Regions from separate parts of the Muntiacus reevesi genome. Here region 2 is linked to region 1. Evidence: chromatin contacts called from public Hi-C data. All regions are on one chromosome and are shown on one strand. Each heading gives the region's core, a stretch centred on a gene start, on an enhancer-like site or on the middle of the called end of the contact. The rest is flanking DNA. Distances are from core to core; before and after follow the strand shown.

What was found. Hi-C and Micro-C count contacts between places; a contact is called where the count stands out from the background.
Region 2: a contact with region 1 is called in a Hi-C map of blood, with 2.4 times the contacts expected there. The contact joins the promoter of FOXJ3 here to the promoter of ZMYND12 in region 1. A contact is called at or near these places in 2 of 3 Hi-C or Micro-C datasets (blood and muscle).

The regions. Positions count from the first base shown.
Region 1 is chr1:162,359,158-162,363,064 of mMunRee1.1, forward strand. ZMYND12 (zinc finger MYND-type containing 12) reads left to right here and starts at 1,612. Exons shown (of 8, transcript XM_065929856.1): 1 at 1,612-1,813. The coding sequence starts at 1,704. PPCS (phosphopantothenoylcysteine synthetase) reads right to left here and starts at 1,149. Exons shown (of 3, transcript XM_065915001.1): 1 at 609-1,149; 2 at 335-438. The coding sequence starts at 1,116.
Region 2 is chr1:162,512,870-162,516,832 of mMunRee1.1, forward strand. It overlaps FOXJ3 (forkhead box J3), which reads left to right and starts at 2,305. Exons shown (of 13, transcript XM_065915040.1): 1 at 2,305-2,392.

The DNA.
Region 1 (3,907 bases), core at 362-2,861:
GGTCTGGTACACCTTCTGCTCATCTTTTAAAACCCAGTTCAAGCCATTTCCTCCAGAAAGCCTTGACTTTCCCCAAGATTCACTCACCCCATGCTCTGACTTCACTTTGTACGTACCTCTACTAGAGCATTTATCACTCTGTACTGTAATTATGTCTGTGTCCAGCAACCTCAACAGATTGTGAGGTTCTTGAGGGAGGGCGGTGTCTTATTCATCTCTGTATCCCTAGTGCCTAGCACATACGGAATGCAGAAAGGCCATCTCCAGATCAAAAGGAAATTAACCCAAGATTGGTTATAGGAAATCAGATCTCTGGAAGAGAAGCGCCCATCACCTGCAGTGGGCCCCCAGATGACTGGATCTTGTGTTCAGGCATTTCAGAGGCAGGAACATAGAAATCTGACACGGCCGCAGCCAGGTAAAACATCGCAGAAGAACCTGAAACAAGAAGCACAGAGTGTAATAAATCAGAGAAGGGTATGGAGTCAGCTCCTTTTCAACTCAGGTTCCTCCGTTGTGAGAGCCCTGGGTATATATAGTAACGGGCTATGTGTCTAGGGGTAAAGGCTCTGCCTCCTGGAATCCGATGAACTCCTAAAGTCACGCACCTAGTGGGCTGAGAGCCTGGGCTGCAGCCTGCAGCAAATGCAAATAGTCTGCCAAAGTGGTGAACTCTATGGCCAGAAAGGTGCCGGCAGCCTCAGCTTCCTGGTAGCTCTGCAGAGCTGCGGCGAAGCCCGGGAGTGCTTTTTCCTCGGCCTCCAGGCTCAGCAAGCCCGAAGGCGCTTGGCCGGAGGGCCGCAGAGCAGACAGCCAGGTCTGGGGCGGGAAGCGGTGGGCAAAGGGGAAGGCAGAGCGCGCGCGGTACAGGAACAAGACCCCGTAGCCCGCGGCCAAGAAGGCTTCGGCCGAGCCAGCACCGCGCCGCCCACTGCTGAAGTTGTCCAGGAAGCGCACAGGCCGGGCTTCCAGAGGGACCTTGGTGCCGCCAGAAGTGACCAACACCACCCGTCGGCCCTGCGCGCCCAACCGGGCGGCGAAGCGAGCCATAACCTCTGCCCAGCGCGCAACACCGGCGGGCTGGGGAAACTCGGCAACCAGGTCCACGGCCGCCATCAGTCCCGAGGCGCCCCCGCGTCTGCGCAAACTCTAGGCCCTTCGGCGCCACGCCCCCTGTCCCCTTACCTGGCCCGCGCGCAGCCGCAATAGTCACTGGGCGGTTGGCTACGGTGCGCGGGACGTCAGCGCAGGGTTTCCGCTTGTCTGGAAATACGAGCTGGCTCCGCCCTGCACCCTGCGAGTCTGACACTTGAGTTCTCGGCTGAGAGGCACACCCCCTTGTTTAGTTTCCTAGCCTGAGTGACGGTCCGGCCGTTGTTTGATCCTTATCGGCCACCGTACAGACCCTGCTAGACTCGGACCCCGGCTAAAACTTTGATTGCCCGGCTGTTTAACCTTTGGATTTGGAGCGGTGCGGGAGGGGGAGGGGTGGAGGAGTGGCTTGTTTTTTTTTTTTTTTTCCCCTTTCATTTTTAAAAAAAAACAACCCTACAAACGCACTCCCGAGTTGTCAGTCGAGCCACACGCCCTTCCCCTCGAAAGGCCGGGGATGAGGCGGCGCCGTGTCGGTCACGTGACACCGCTGTCCGGTGCGTCCTCGCCGGGCAACCGTCCTAGAGACTGACAACGCCGTCTGCCGCGGCATGAACGTGATCTACCCTCTGGCGGTGCCCAGGGGGCGCCGGCTGTGCTGTGAGGTGTGCGAAGCCCCGGCCGAGCGGGTGTGCGGGGCCTGCACGGTCACTTATTACTGGTAGGCCCTGAAACGTGGCCCCTGGGCGCCTCAATCGCCTCCCTCTCAGCCAGGGAGCCCTCTAGGTTCAGGAGTCTAGGAGGCTTCAGGACTGGTCCCTAAGACATCAGTGTCTGCGTTTGCTTCCTCTTCCGCTCGCTCGTCCGTCTCCAGATGTTTTGTGGAGCGCCTGCTGTGCGCCTTGCACTGTTCTAGGTGCTGAAGTTACTGGGGAGAAACTCGGGAGACCACGTCTCCCAAAAAAGTAATATTGTCATGAGAAAGCTAGATAAATAAACCAACAGACCAAACAAAATAATTCCAGAGAGTAGCCCGGTATTCTTGCCTAGGAAATTCTACGGAGAGAGGAGCCTGGCGAGCTACAGTCCATGTGGTCAACAGCAACAAAATGCCTTAAAGACAAAGAAAATGTGATGGGAGGTTGAGCAGACAGCCTCTCTGAGGGTAGACTATGGATATATGATTGAATAGGAACAGCCCGCCCGAGAAACGCTGGGGGAACAGTGGCGCAGTGAGGCTCCGAGGGAGGGAAGACCTTGCTGTGTTTGAAGAACAGATAGAAAGCTGGTTTGTCGGTACACAGCCAAGATCGCGGCGGTATGGGAAGGGTATGATATTAGTTTTCATTTACTTCAGCATAACATCCCCTGACCTTTGCTTCAGATCGGCCCCTATTTGGGGCCTGAGATAAGACAGTGAGGTTGCTGACGTTCAGAAACCTAGTCCAGAGCAGGCTAACCTGTTTTTAAAAGTAAGTTATAACACAACCGTATATGACAAGTGCTGTCACTCAGGGAGTACTATTCCCTGGGACCTCTAAGGATGGAAGCATGATGACTGGGGTGGTATCTGCAAAGGCTCCTCTGAAGAAATAATATTTGGGCAAAGTCTTGAAAGATCAGAAGGAAGTTGCTAGGTGAATGAGAAATGGAGAAGGAAAGGCAAGGCACTTCTTGAATCCAGGACTGCTTTGGCAAACTGAGAGAACAGACTTTGTCCGAGGTGGGTTGAGAAGGTAATGGTGGAGAGAGCAGTTACGACTGTAAGCTTGCTGTCCAGGCCCCGTTGGCAGGTCATGAATAAATCACAACCAGCATTTTAAGGGGAAGGAAAACCTATCAAGTATCAGAGTAATCCTACTTGAATTGTTTCTTCAGACTTGTGTTTTAGTGTTTATGTGTTTGTACTAGTGATATGTATTTCCTACTATAGGTTGATTTTTAAAAAGTTTGAAAACCATTGTGATAGGTAGTAGTAGGAGTTTATACCAAGAAGATAAAAGTTAGGGCCAAACAGTGATAGGAGATCAAGGAGTTTGGAATTTATCCTCTGGGGGGCCATGGATGGTTTTCACGTGCCCTCATTTGTATTAAGGAAAGATGACAGGTATCGATGTGAAGTTAGGCTGGAGAGTAGACACTAAAGGCTCATAACTTCTCAACTGCAGTGATCCCAGTGGAGAGTGAACATACCTTTTGGACTGAATCCAGTGTCCCTCCTCAGTGCCTTCACAGCACTCATTATGTCCCCTATCCTCACATTTATGACAGATTGAAATCATTTTTTAGTGGTCTGTATCCCTCACTAAGCTGTATGCTTCATGAGGGCAAGGGCGGCATCTCTGTTTTCACTGTTGTTTCTTTATTGCATACAGAATACAATTCAGAATTTGTAGCAGAAGCTACAAAGCCCTGGCTCCCTCTCTACTTTCATTTCCCACCATACTCACCCTTCTTTTCCTGGATGCAGTTATAGAGGCTTTCTTTCAGTTCTAATTTGCCAACTCCTTTCCTCCCTCAGTTTCTTTGCCCAGCCTGTTACCTCTGTTGGGAATTTTTCTGTACAGTCACAGCTCTTCCTAACTCCCTTTCATCTTTCTCTTCTCAGAAATGTTATTTCTTCAAAGAGGTGTTTCTGCTAAACCCAACCTAAATTCCATCTCATTTTCTCTCTCACATTTTTCCTTCACTTTTTCAATACTTTTATATTTTTGTCTCACTTGTTTAATGTCTTTTTTTTTTTTCTTTTTTGTTGTGTGGTTTATGGGATCTTAGTTCCTCAACCAGGGTTTGAACCCTTGTACTCTGCACTGGA
Region 2 (3,963 bases), core at 1,055-3,554, 150 kb after region 1:
AACCTACTCACTGCTAACAATTTGGTCCAAGCTATTATCCTGTACCTGACTAATGGAGCCTCTGGCGTCCATCAATGTCCACTTGCTGTCTACTCTTAGCACATAGCCAGGGTGATCCTCTGAAAGCACGGATCAGATTATATCACTCCTCTGTTCCAAGCCCTGTGGTGCGTCCACTTTAGCCAAGATCCTTACAGTGGCCGACAAGACCCCACTCTCTGACCTTATCTCCCATTCCTCTTTCACTTGCTTACCCGGCTCCAGTTGTTTTGGCCTCCACTATTTCTAACATTTCCACAAATACTTTCACTTCAGGGCCTTTCCACTGGCTGTTCCTTCTGCCTAGGACACTTTTTACTATCCATTGCATGACTCACTCCACACTTCTTTCAAGTTTCTCATTAAAGTCACCTTATGAATTGGGTTCTCTCTGATGGTTCTATTTAAAATCTCATTCTGTAAAACTGGAATTGGAATAAGCTATTATGAATCTACCTTCATTTCTCTTCCACTAAGTCTTCTTAAAGAAACTATAAAGGACTATAAAGAAAGCTGAGCACCAAAGAATTGATGCTTTTGAACTGTGGTGTTGGAGAAGACTCTTGAGAGTCCCTTGGACTGCAGGGAGATCCAACCAGTCCATCCTAAAGGAAATCAGTCCTGAATATTCATTGGAAGGACTGATGCTGAAGCTGAAACTCCAATACTTTGGCCACCTGATTCAAGAAAAGACCCTGATGCTGGGAAAGATTGAAGGCAGGAGAAGAAGGGGATGATAGAGGATGAGATGGTTGGATGGCATCACTGACTCAATGGACATAAGCTTGGGTTAACTATGGGAGTTGGTGATGGACAGGGAGGCCTGGCATGCTGCAGTCCATGGGGTCCCAGAGTTGGACAGGACTGAGCAACTGAACTGAAGTCTTCTTTGCTACCCCTTTTCTTTGCTCTACATGTCTAGATTTTTTGATGTCCCCCCTCTTTTCCCCTAAATATTTTCTTTTCTCCCTCCCTTTTGCCCCAACGCAGATCTAATGTCATTCATCTATACTCATGGATCAGTCTACTTGATGAAAGAGGTGAGGCATGAAATAGAAATATATGAGTTCTCAGCTGAGGTGAAGCTGGAAAGGGAGCTGGACTCAGAAGTCACTGAGTTTGAGTCCCAGTTCTCAGCTTCAACTTCATCAGCTGTAAAGATGAACACAGGAGTTCTAACCAAGGGACTTGGTGAAAACACTGAATGAGGGCAAGTGAAAGGATCTGGCATGTGGTCTCTACCGGTGGCAGAACCTTGGCTTATCGTTCACTGAAGCCCCCAGCACCTAACATGGTCCAGTTGAAGTAAATGAACTAATTATTGATGAAGAAATGGTTGAGGTTAAAAAAAAAATCCCACTTTTCTTCCTTCCTCCTCCAGTTTTTTTCATACCTCTTACTCATACCTCTTACCCTGGTCTATTTTTTTTCCTCCATAGCACTAAACACCTTCTATCATACCAAATTCTTTTCTTGTTTTGTTGATCATCTTTCTCTATACTTAAGATGATAGCTCCAAGTTGGAAGGGTATTCCCACCCCCTTCCTGTTTCTAGTCAATGATCCAACCCAAACACTAAAATAGGGTCTGACAACCTGATCAGCAAATATTTGTTGGATGGATGAGTGAATGAATCTTTTAATCTTCAGAATCTCGCTGGAGTCTTAGGTATAAAAGGGATATAGGAGTAATTTGAATCCTCAGGGCCTAGTACTGCTTGGTAAATGGCAGGTGTTCAATGTTTACTGAAGTTATTGGGTACTCAGCTCTTCACCTGCAGTCTTTATTTGATTACTACAAGACTACGTCCGACAAAAGATGTTCCCAAGATGAATTCACTCAGGCCTCTCCTTTTCGTCTCATCCAATCAACCTAGTATTCATCTAGCAAGTTACCTGAGTTTCCAAATATTGAGCACCTACTGCGAGTTCAAAAGCATACTCGGTGCTATATGTGACTAACGCGAAGGAAGCAATGGCAAATAATACGATGTATGAATGTAATTAAACGTGAAATTACAGGGCAGATACTTTAGAGAAAAAATCAGTAAAGACTGACGTAGAAGTAAATTCCAAAGTTCACAAGTCGCCCAACTACTCTTCTAAGTGCTCCACCTGTTGATAGCAAGGACCATAACCTGGGCAGCTACTTAAGAATCAGAAGGGTCTTGAGAGTTTCATCTCCTTTGTTTTAAAGAGAAGGAAACCAAGGCGAGGCACAGGAGAGGACCCGGCAGAGATGGGTCTAGAACCAGGGACGTGTGGAGTTCTGGAAGAAGAGGTGTCCTGAAGGTCCAAGGTGCCTTTGCTGGGGCCGTAGAAGCCGCGGTGACCGGTGTCCCGAAGAGGCTAAGGTACCTGTTGCTACGGTCAGGTGAAGGGAGCTTGGGGGAAAGTCGCAAGGCGCCCTTCCCCCGGGACACAGGGCCCCGGAGTCCCTGGGGAGGGTTCAAGGCGGAGGTCCCTCTTGTCCTCAACTAAAGGGCCGCTCCCACTGCCCTCACTCCCTGGCCACCACTCTGAGGGACAGAGAACCCGCTACTCCCCGCCTCAACAAGTCGCTCGGAGCTGTCTGCGGCTGCCTGACACCCGCTTCGCGGAAGGAGGACCCGTCCCCCGCACCCCCTGAGTCCCAGGGTACTATTTGCCCCAGCGGAAGGATCTCGCGCTCATATCCGTGGCCGTGACAGCGGAGGGGCAGTGACGCCGCCGACGCCGTACCGGTGGCGCAGCGACGTCGCGGGAGGCGGGGGCGGCAGCGGCGGCGGCGGGAGGGGGAGCTGGTCGGGAAGTAGTTCCGGGTGCGCGGCCCCGGATGTTGGCTGCTCCCGCTGCCGCCGCCGCCGCTCTCGGCGCTGCTCCGGGCCTCAGCGGCTCGCACCAGGCGCCGTTGGGACGTTTCCCGGGGGGCGGAGACGCACACAGCGGCCGGGGGCTCGGCCGGGCCGTCCCGGCCTGCGCAGCCTGAGGTGAGCGCCCGCCGCCGGAGCGGTCGGGTCGGGGCGGCGGGCGAGGAGGCGGGGCCGAGGCATCTCCCGGGACGGAGGCAGGGGCTGCCCTCCGCGAGACGTCCTCTCCGTTCTCACAGCTGCGGCCGCGTCGCGGGGCGGGCGGCGGGCGGCAGGCGGGGCAGGGGGCCTGAGCCCAGGCTGAGGCCCGGAGAGCGGCTAGGGCTGGGTTCCTCCCTCCCCCGCGGCGCTTCTCAGCTGCTGCTGCCCCTCAGCAGGGAAGCGGCGGCTCCGCGCCTCCCGCCCCTCCCCCAGGCGGGGCCCGAGGGAGCTAGACGGGATTCCCGGGGGCGTCGAGTCCGAGGACAGTGGCCGCCGTCCGTAAACTGCCCCTGGCCTGGGCTAGCCCCCCTTCCCCAGCGCGATGCAGCTTCTTCCCTTCAAGCTCCTGGGTGCCTTTTGGCCGGCGAAGCGGCCAGCACCTCGCGCGTCGGTGGTGCCCTTCGGGGTGGGGAGGCCCGTGCGGGGGGCCTGTGTTCCCACCCATCCTGTCGCCGTGTCCTCTATCAGTATTGGGCAGAGGCAGCAGTTCCATGCGGACGTGTTGCTGTCCTGTGTGTGTTGCATCCTGCCCACGTGGTAGGGTGTCGCCCCCCCCCCCCAACCCCCCTCCAGTTTGCAGCTGGTGAGGACGGAGGTTAAAGCGGGCTGGTTTTTTCCTCTGTGATTTCCTCCGGGTGGCGTGGAAGGTGTTAGGGTCAATTTGCTGTGCGGAGGCCGACGGTTGGTCAGCTGAAAGAAGCAAGACTTGCACTCTCAGAGATTGAGACCAGTAAGGGACGTAGTTTCATTGACATTTCCCCCTCTTCCTTGAGCTGCTCTTGTTCTTTTCTCTACAGTTTAATCCTAAAGAGAATAATAAGCTCTAGTTGCTGATGCGTTCAGGTGTATAGTTTTCACTTCTCCGTTCTACTTTT